Linked DNA regions of Mus musculus: region 2 is linked to region 1. Evidence: chromatin contacts called from public Hi-C data. All regions are on one chromosome and are shown on one strand. The core of a region is the stretch at or near the end of the contact, and the rest is flanking DNA. Distances in the headings are between cores, read along the strand shown. Region 1 holds the start of Ostc (oligosaccharyltransferase complex subunit (non-catalytic)). Region 2 holds the start of Cenpe (centromere protein E).

What was found. A called contact is a pair of places that touch in the nucleus more often than the background predicts.
Region 2: a Hi-C map of neutrophils shows a contact between it and region 1, with 10 times the contacts expected there. The contact joins the promoter of Cenpe here to the promoter of Ostc in region 1. A contact is called at or near these places in 1 of 39 promoter capture datasets (pre-B cells) and 1 of 484 Hi-C or Micro-C datasets (neutrophils).

The regions. Positions count from the first base shown.
Region 1 is chr3:130,707,585-130,712,128 of GRCm38.p6, forward strand. Ostc (oligosaccharyltransferase complex subunit (non-catalytic)) reads right to left here and starts at 1,860. Exons shown (of 4, transcript NM_025509.3): 1 at 1,653-1,860. The coding sequence starts at 1,791.
Region 2 is chr3:135,211,291-135,215,853 of GRCm38.p6, forward strand. Cenpe (centromere protein E) reads left to right here and starts at 1,273. Exons shown (of 46, transcript NM_173762.4): 1 at 1,273-1,424; 2 at 3,814-3,905. The coding sequence starts at 1,369.

The sequences.
Region 1 (4,544 bases), core at 610-3,109:
AAAATGGGGACACATAGGAGGAAAAATGCCAGAAGTGCTGGTCTAAGTGAACAAAACACCTCACTAGTCTCCTGGTCCACGTTGGTCCACACTTTTTTTTTTTTTCTTTTCTAGTATGACCCTTCTAACCATTCAAACTCAGACTAACAGATCATTTCTCCAGGAAACATACTGGAATTAAATCAATGCTTCTAAACTCTACTGTGTAGCAGAAAGCAATTGTGCGGTAGTTAGCATGTCTCCACTACCTTCTATGGAGGGCAGAGTCATTATATTTTCTTTGCTGTTATCCCAGCACTGAGTTAACAGAAAGTCAGTGTCGCCTGTCCTTCCCAGCAACATTGCTTAGGTACAGGTACACTCAGTTTTTAGAAAGCTGTCCATTAGAATTTTCAGCTCTCCCAGCACCACGTCTGCCTGCACACGACTGCCATGCTTCTCGCCATGCTGAGAAGAAGCCATTCCAGAAGCCAAACGGTAAATGTACAAAATGCGCCCTTCCATTTTGACCCAGTGGTTGGGGCAGCGAAATTCCCCCCAAACCCCATTCTAAAACCACCAAAACTGTGGCCCAATAGAAAGCTGAGGCTTCTCACAAAAACTGTCTCCAAAGGAAGCAAAAGTCAAGAAACAAGCTGGCAAGAATGAACACTAAGTTCTTAAAGCCCAAGGCATTAGGTGTCATATTCACGATTCACTGTGCTGAGCAAAAGTGAATGTTAACGCCACACACACCAGGTAATGTCTTTTTTTTTTTTTTTCTTAAACAACAACAACAATGTTTAAAGTGGCCTTTAGCATTTCCGTTAATGTGCACTCCGTAGAATGCCAACTCTACAGTTAAATACTGTCTTCTACCTCTTCAAATATGCCAAGTAGCCTCAGAAAGCAGTTAAGCAATAGCAATATGTCTACACACACCCTAAAAAAAGTTGAACCACTTTTGCTAACCAAAAATCTTTTTAATTTTCTGAATTAAGTAGTACACTACTTCCTAAATTCCTGAAGCCCAGTCCTGGATACATCCTGGAACTGTCGCTCCAAAGGGTGCTCTAGAGCCTGCAGACGGACTGCCAACTCACCAATAGGCAAAGCCACACCCCTCTGCATTTTCCACTTAAGGGATTTGGTGACAGATATCTAAAAAGCACTGCTTCCCTTCTATTTTCTGAGTCCCATTTTCTGCCCTCTGAGATACACCATCTTTTTGCAAGCCTCAATTCCAATCTCACGTATTTCTCAAAAAAACCGTGGCTTCGGTAAGTTCCCTTCTCATTCCTGTGATTTGACATAAAGCAATCCAAGCCCCTGGGGTCTGAACTAACAAACTCAAAGGTTATCAGATCTCTTCCACGATTTCAGGGTCCTCACGATTAGTTTAATAAAAGTCCCACACTCTCTCGACCAACCAAGGAAACACAGTGATTCAAAAATGATGTTCCCAAGACCCTGGTCAAACAATGCACAGCAAGAAATAACAACTAGCTGGACTTGACAATTATATCCAACTCAGCGCTCGAAGGAAAAAGCGGGCAGAGAGGAGACCATCTCTTTCCAGTGAAAGGCGTGAGCCTACGGGGCCCGGCTCGGGGGCCACGCGCCTCCGGAGCGAGCAGCCTGCGCGCCCACCCGACCCATCACGGCCGAGTTACCTCCGGTAATGAGGAAGTAAGATACCACTACCAGGGCGTACACCGTCATAGCCGACGGCATGTGCACCCAGGGCGGTTTCTTCAGCTTCAGGTTGGGGCATTCGAGCACTAAGAATGGGACTCGGTACAGAGTCTCCATGTCCCCGGCGGTAGGGCCAGCCCTCTGGCCTCCAGCCTCCCGCACCGCCCGGAAACACGCCCGCCTACTGCGCATGCGTAAGCCGAGGACCACAGGTCTGTAGAAGTCAGAAGGAGACAAGATATTCACTGTAGAAAGAAAGAAATTGCACTAACCTGATAAATAATATACATATTTAAAAATAAATAATAATGGTCGTTTTTAGGCTTGAGTGTGGGTTAGAAGCTTTTTTCTTACTGAGAGATCATTGTTTATTATATACCTTCCAGGACCTGCAAGGCGTCCTACGTGGCCAAGCCACAGAAGCGGAGAGATTAGCATCCCCACTGCCCCGCCCACTTGCTGACGCCACCTACTTGAGAGCTGATTGGCTGCTGGAAACTCTTAAGTTCATAGAGCTGGAGGATGAATGAAAGTTTAGATGTGTGCTCCCTTTTAGTATTGGAGGTCTCCCCTCGGGGCTTTAAAAAGCTCTAATTCGCTGAGCTTTTTCTTCATGCTGTATAGCGACGCTAATTGGCAGTAATTGCCAAAGTAGTATGGGCTTTATAAAAAATAATAATAATAAATGAATAAAACCCACACAGTCCATGTCAACCACAAACTGTGACAGAACAAATATTACTTTAAACCATTTTCAGTCACGCCTGAGTTAGTAAAAATCACCCAGGCCAAAAATCTTGAAGTCATTCTGGTTTCTCACCTTAATTACCTGCTTAGTAGGGCGCCGGCTTCAGCACCATAAATACTAAAATTGGAACGGAAAATCCTGCCACCTGGCTACTTCAGGTGTCTTCCTGCCAAGGTATCAAATGTAAATAAGAAAGGACTTTACTAGCTAGAGACAGTAATCCTGATCAATCAAGGAAATAACGGGCTATTATAAAACAGCAAGGAGGGGGGAAATGTTTTTGGAATACAGAAGCTCCGCTGCAGTGCCTCTTATCGTTCCCGTATCCTATGATAAAAAGCTTAAGCAACATAACAAGCCAATGGGGGTAGAAATGTTAGTGGCTTGGACCATTCAGATTTTAAAATTTGAGCCACAGCAGGAGTTAAGGAACTAAAATCATCTACTGTTAGTTTTACTATAAGCAACAGAAATATGAAGTGTGAACTGGCGATGAATATATTTTTTTTCAAAAACATACAATATGGATATCATGTCAAGCTGTGTCATACCATGCTTGTATTTCATTAACTCACAAAGCTGGAGTACCGCCGGGCAGTGGTGGCACACACCTTTAATCCCAGCACTTGGGAGGCAGAGGCAGACAGATTTCTGAGTTTGAGGACAGCCTGGTCTACAGAGTGAGTTCCAGGACAGCTGAGGCTATACAGAGAAACCCTGTCTCAAAAAACCATTAAAAAAATAAATAAATAAAAAGCTGGAGTAACATTGCCCAGATCCTTCTCACTGCATAATTATTTTGGTTTTCTTTTTTTTCTCTCTCTCTCTTTTTTAAAAAGGTGCCAGGATCAAAATTAGTGCTACAAATATGCTAGGCTGAGTTAAAACTCTGAAACGTTTTTAATTAGAAGAAACATCATTAGTTTTAAGAGACAGTATTTTTTTTAAACTACGGTCATTATTTCTAAAACTTTAAAATACTAAATTGAAAATGGGTAGATTAAATAAATATCTGGTGAAGCATCAATATAGTGAGATACTGGGGAACCAGCACATGTGATGCCAAAGAAGTTCATTTTTCCTGAAATGGAGAGATGCTCAGGGCAGGTCTGAAATGAAGAATAGCGGGAGTGAAAAAGAGGCCCGTGGAGAACTGACTCATTCATGTGTGCATTTTTCAGGCATCGTGCACTGACGAAAGTCTAAAGGAACATAAAAACAAACGTGTGTGTGATAAAACTGTAGACTATGCCTTTTCCAAAATACTACCAATTACATACGAACAACGTTTGTATGTAATATGCATGTTCAATATGTTATATTCTATGTTCGAAAAGTTTAAAGAGTTCCCAGTTATAACATGGCAGTTACTTTCTACCAAAGAATACAGTGCTGTGTTCTCCAAGGATTAGCTGGTTATAGTACAGTATAGTATAGTATAGTATAGTATAGGTTATATAGGTCTGCTTGTATCCAAGAGATGGTGGATATTTGTTATGATCAGAAACTCGATGTCATAAGTTCGGGGGCAATGTCTGCTTTATTACTGAATCTTCAGAGCTTTTGACCAGCTGGCATAGTAGGACCCATTAGCTACGTGTTGACTGGATCAGTGACTGAGCCTCTTCCATAGCTTCAGACTCTTCAGTGTGTCCCCTGACGATTGTGCTTTCTTCATGTATCTTTGGTTTTGTTTCTTTCTCTGCATCTCTGGCATCAGCAGCCCAGAGACATCATCTCTGGCCTCTGGGTCACGCCACATTGTTTCCAAGGTGCTATTTCTAAGAAACCGAGCAGATTTCAGAAGATCCACGGCGATACCATCTTTACTGCTAGCTACAGAGAAGTAAGGACATGGGCCGGACAGGAACGTTGGATTGCCGTGTAGTCTCAGTCTCTGCTCTCTCTCCATTTTCTGTCTTACACCTTCTCTTCTTACTCGATAATTGCTTTGTGGAAATTGTGCACGTGCTCGGAAGACATCGCCTGACCTCTCACACTTTCTTCCCCATCCCTGCGGAGCTTGGGGGTCACTGGGCTTCAGTGGGGTGCTGGTATTGTTCACCGTTCACTCCTCCATCAATTCCTCAAACATGGGTGGGGTAAGTAGCAGGGATGAGTT
Region 2 (4,563 bases), core at 23-2,522, 4.5 Mb after region 1:
GAACAGAATGATGCAGGATTCCCCAGCTCCGGCCCCCTTTTCAGTTATTGTGAGACTGATTAAACTGCCCCCATTGGCCTTGAACCATCAAGCACCATCTCTTTCTCATTAGTGTATATTAATTGTACAAGACGTTTCATTTTGTTATGACATTTTCATACCTGAATATTACGTCCTTTTGTCAAATTCACCTCTTCTGCTACCCTCTCAGTCCCTCTCTTTTTCCTTCTAATAATTATCTCTTGATGAACAGCATAGATCATATAGTGGAATACAGTCAATCTTTAATAAATACTGCCTGCTATATAATGTTAGCAAAGACAGTGTGACAAAATCACAGCTGTGAAAATAATACTCTTGCTCTAAAAAATCCCTTCCTTGCCTCTGAGCCTTTAATGACATAACATTTCTTCCCCTTCATAAGTTTGTTCCCTACAGCTAAATATATATTTGCCCACTTTAAAAAAAAAAAAAAAAGTTAAAACAGGGCAGGGAAGATAGCTCAGTGAGTAAAGTCACTGGCTGCCAAGCTAAAGTTGAATCCCTAGAACCTAGTGGTAGGAGAGAACTGACATCCCCAAATTGTCCTTGGTTGCCTCCCTGAGGCTGAAGGTTAAGTCATTGTTGCCTGGAGACACCACATACTTCAGACTTGTCGGGAATTAGAAAATTCCAGCTGTTTCTGAGCTAGAAGCCTCGTCCCTAAGGCGTAGCTTTATTATTTTGGGAGCCTCTTGGATTACTCTAACCAACATGAAAAGAAGTGTTCCATGCCTAGTACTGGGGATTTCTCGGGTAATCCATGCTCTAGTGTGCAGCACTGTCATGTCCCCACAACATTTTCCCAGGTGTCAATGATTCTCTCCCTTACATGAGGCTCTTACACTCACCGTCCAGAGAAATGAAAGTTAAAGAAAAGAAACAACAACGCCTCAAAGCAGTTCCAAAAGAAAAGAAAATCTTCCTTTCCTGGCTGGGCAGTGAGTTCCCATTGGAGGCTTTAAAACAAAACGAAAGCTTTTTTTGGTTTGGTCTAGTCTGGAGTTCTTGTTTGTTTGTTTTTTAAGATTATAATTCTTTTGTTCTGCAGGCGTGACTCTAACACAAAACTTCTCTCCAGCTGAGTTCTGAGGCTCTCAGTTCCGGGATCTCTGAGTCTCCCCCGCCTTCCCCATCCATGGACTCGCCCCGCCTTTCCCCCCGCAACCCCCACTCGCCGCAGCACTTGGACTGTCCCGTGACGTCATGACGCTGCGCCACCCAATCCGCTGCAACCTTGAGGACATTTTAAACTTAAAGGCGGGGCGGCCCGGGAGCTCGGTCGGCGCCGTTGCTCTCCTTCGTTTCCCTTAGTCTGCAGCGGACAGGATGGCCGAGGAGGCTTCAGTGGCTGTCTGTGTTCGTGTGCGACCCCTCAACAGCAGGTAGGCGGCCTGGGGCGGCGTGGGGACCTGCGTCCCAGCCCGCGCTGCCCCGAGTCACACCGACACCCGGGTGCAGGACTCCGTTTCCCCGAAAACACGGTCCGACTGCGCGTAGTTCTGCTCAGGGGACACTGCCGTCCTCGCCTGATGGACGGAGACAGTGAATGTTCAGTAGTGGGAAAAGGTCGGGAATGCCAGAAAGAAAAGACAAGAGGGGGTTGATGAAGTCTACTGGGTTTGCTGGCTTCTGGCCTTCAGCTAGAGATGCTAAAGCTTGAGAAATTGGTATTAAACGGGTGGTCGATAGGCGAGATTCTCAAAATTGATTATTTCTTGCATTTAAGTTCCTTCCCTAATTTGGGAAAAAGCTGGCTCCTAGTTAGCATTAGCTGTTGACTTGACAGCCAGCTATATCTAAGGGAGTCTCCATTGGAGGACTACCTGGATGAAGTTGGCCAGTGGGCATGTCCTTGTGGTGGAATCTTAGTTCCTGGTTGATATGGGCAGTGCTTAGGCCAGTCTGGGTGGTTCCATTCTTACTCATGGAACTCAAGGCTGTGTAAGACAGCTACGTAGGCAAAACCCAGAGAGAGCAAGACAATAAACAATGTGCTTCATGAATTCTGCCTCCACTCCTGCTTGCGACCCTGCCCTGACTTTCCCTGGGGCTGGAAGTGTAGGCTGATATAAACCTTCTCCGTTCCAAGTTGCTTTTGATATAAACCTTTTCCACTCCAAGTTGCTTTTGGTCATGATATTTTATCACAGCAGCACAAAGCAAACTAAAACAGTATATCTATAGACATAAGCCGTTAACGATACACAGAAAAAAAAAAGAAAAACAAAACAAAACTGTGCAGAATGTTGAAAGAGCCACTGGGCCTTCAGAGACATGGGGTACCTGGTGTCAGGAAAACGCTAACACTACAGAATAGGTGGTTCATTGATGGATAGATCACAGAGATTCAACTTCCAGATTGCTTGACTGATGTGGTGTTTGGTACGAATAGGAATTTAGAGGAAGGTGGCACTGAAGAGATTAGTGGTGTCTGTCATGGTGGCACAGGCCTTTAACCCCAGCACTCAGAAGACAGAGGGAGGTGTATCTTAGTTGTAGACCAGCCTGGGCTACCTAGTGAGTTCCAGGCCAACAAGGTGAGACAATGTCTCAAAGTAAAGAACAGAAAGAGATTAGTGACATAGTTCAGGGGATTTAGGGCATGTCAAGTATTCCGGAAGATTCCAGAAGTTTTTTTGTTTTTTTTAAAGATTTCAGAGAGGAAGTAGAGCCTATGCAGACAAAGATAGTTATGAATATAGTTAAACATAAAATTATATTACTTAAATCTTCATTTTGCAAGAGGTTTGGGTTTTTTTTTTTAATTTTTGTTTGTTTATTTGGTTGGGGGGGGGGGCGGTTGGTCGGTTTTGGTTGGGTGGTGGAGGTGTTTTGAGATGGGGTTTCACTGTGTAGCCCTGGCTATCCAGGAACTCAGTTCCATAGACCAGGCTAGCCTCCAATTCATAGAGATCCACCTGCCTCTGCCTCCCTAGTGCTGGAATTAAAAGTGTGTGCCACCACTACCCAGATTTTTGAAACTTTGTATTGCAAGGTTCTCCGGTAATACAAGATCTTTCCCCAGCTCAGTAGCTCTCAGTTTTCCAGTCTTTGTGCCACACTCAGAACACTGCCAGCCCTCTCTGCATGTGGACTGTCTGGTGATGTCATGACTCTGCACCTCTGCAAGGCTCAGTCAGCTGTGAAGTTGACATTTCAAAAAAAGGGGGAAGGCACTGGGCTTGGTAGGCACCCTAGGTCTTCTGCATTTTTCTGGGCAGGTGAGATGTCAGAGGAGGTGGTGGCCACTAAACTGCACCCTACTCTCTCAGAGCTGGCAGTTTGCAGAAAAAAAGAATTATAATCTTTAAGAAATAAATCAAACCAGACCAAACCAAACCCAAAAAAAAAAAAAAAAAAAAAAGCTTTTGTTTTGTTTTAAAGCCTCCAGTGGGAACTTTCCTGCCAGGAAAGGAAGATTTTTGTTTTCTTTTCAAACTGACTTGAGGTGTTTTCCATTTCCTTCCTTTGTAGATGACAAAATTATGTCTTATGTGAAAAGTCAGACACCCCTAGAAAAGGGTCCTAATACATAATGAGAGTCACACCCTGAACTGTTCTTCCATTGCTGGGTACTTCGAGTGGAGGGCTTCAGTAGGGACTGGCGAGAAGCAGACCTTGAGCCCCATTTAGGAGAGTTGAGTCCCAACCTTTCCAGAGTAGACGCTGTATGTTACTGCTATTCCTTAGGACATGAAATGTTGTAAATTACCCCTCCTGTTATGTGACCACCAGAATCACGTACTAAAATGTAGCATTCCGTTCTTCCAGAGAAGAAGAACTTGGAGAAGCCACCCACATTTACTGGAAAACAGATAAAAACGCTATTTATCAGAGCGATGGGGGTAAATCTTTCCAATTTGGTAAGTTTATGATGGCATCCGTTGCTTCCTAGCCTGGTGGTGGTGACCTCCAATCCCTGCACTCTATAATCTGAAGATAAGGGGTCAGGAGTTCAAGGCCAACCTGAACTGCAAAGGTGTTCTAAATTGAGCTATTTTCCCAGACCCTAGGTGGTCATCTTATTAAAACTAGGAAGACAACATTTTGAGCACAGAAGTATAGAAAATAAAATGCTTCCTAGTAAACAACTGTTTAATATACTAATATATTTTTTAAAGGTAAAACAGTATGTTTAAGAGATTATAAAAGCAAGATTAAAAGTTTCCCAAGCATTTGGACTCTGTACTATATAGGTTTTGGTGGCCCTATATGTATATAGAAGATTTGAACTCATCAATTGCTTGAGGTTGATGGTATTACAGTACAGACATCTACCAACTCTGCTTAATCTGAAATCCTAACTGCACAGCCTCTACGTGGCGCTTGGTTTTCCCGTTTTACCCGAGGACAAGTGTGTGGTTCTGATAGAAGCAGAGCGATTGCTAGGTTTCTTTGCCATCACATTTTCCTATTTTAAAGATCACCATAGAAAGTGTCCCATTTTTTTAGTTTACTAACAAAAGCAAAGAGTGGCAAACTTAGCAATGCAGATGCCTAAGTATCACAGGTAGGTGACTA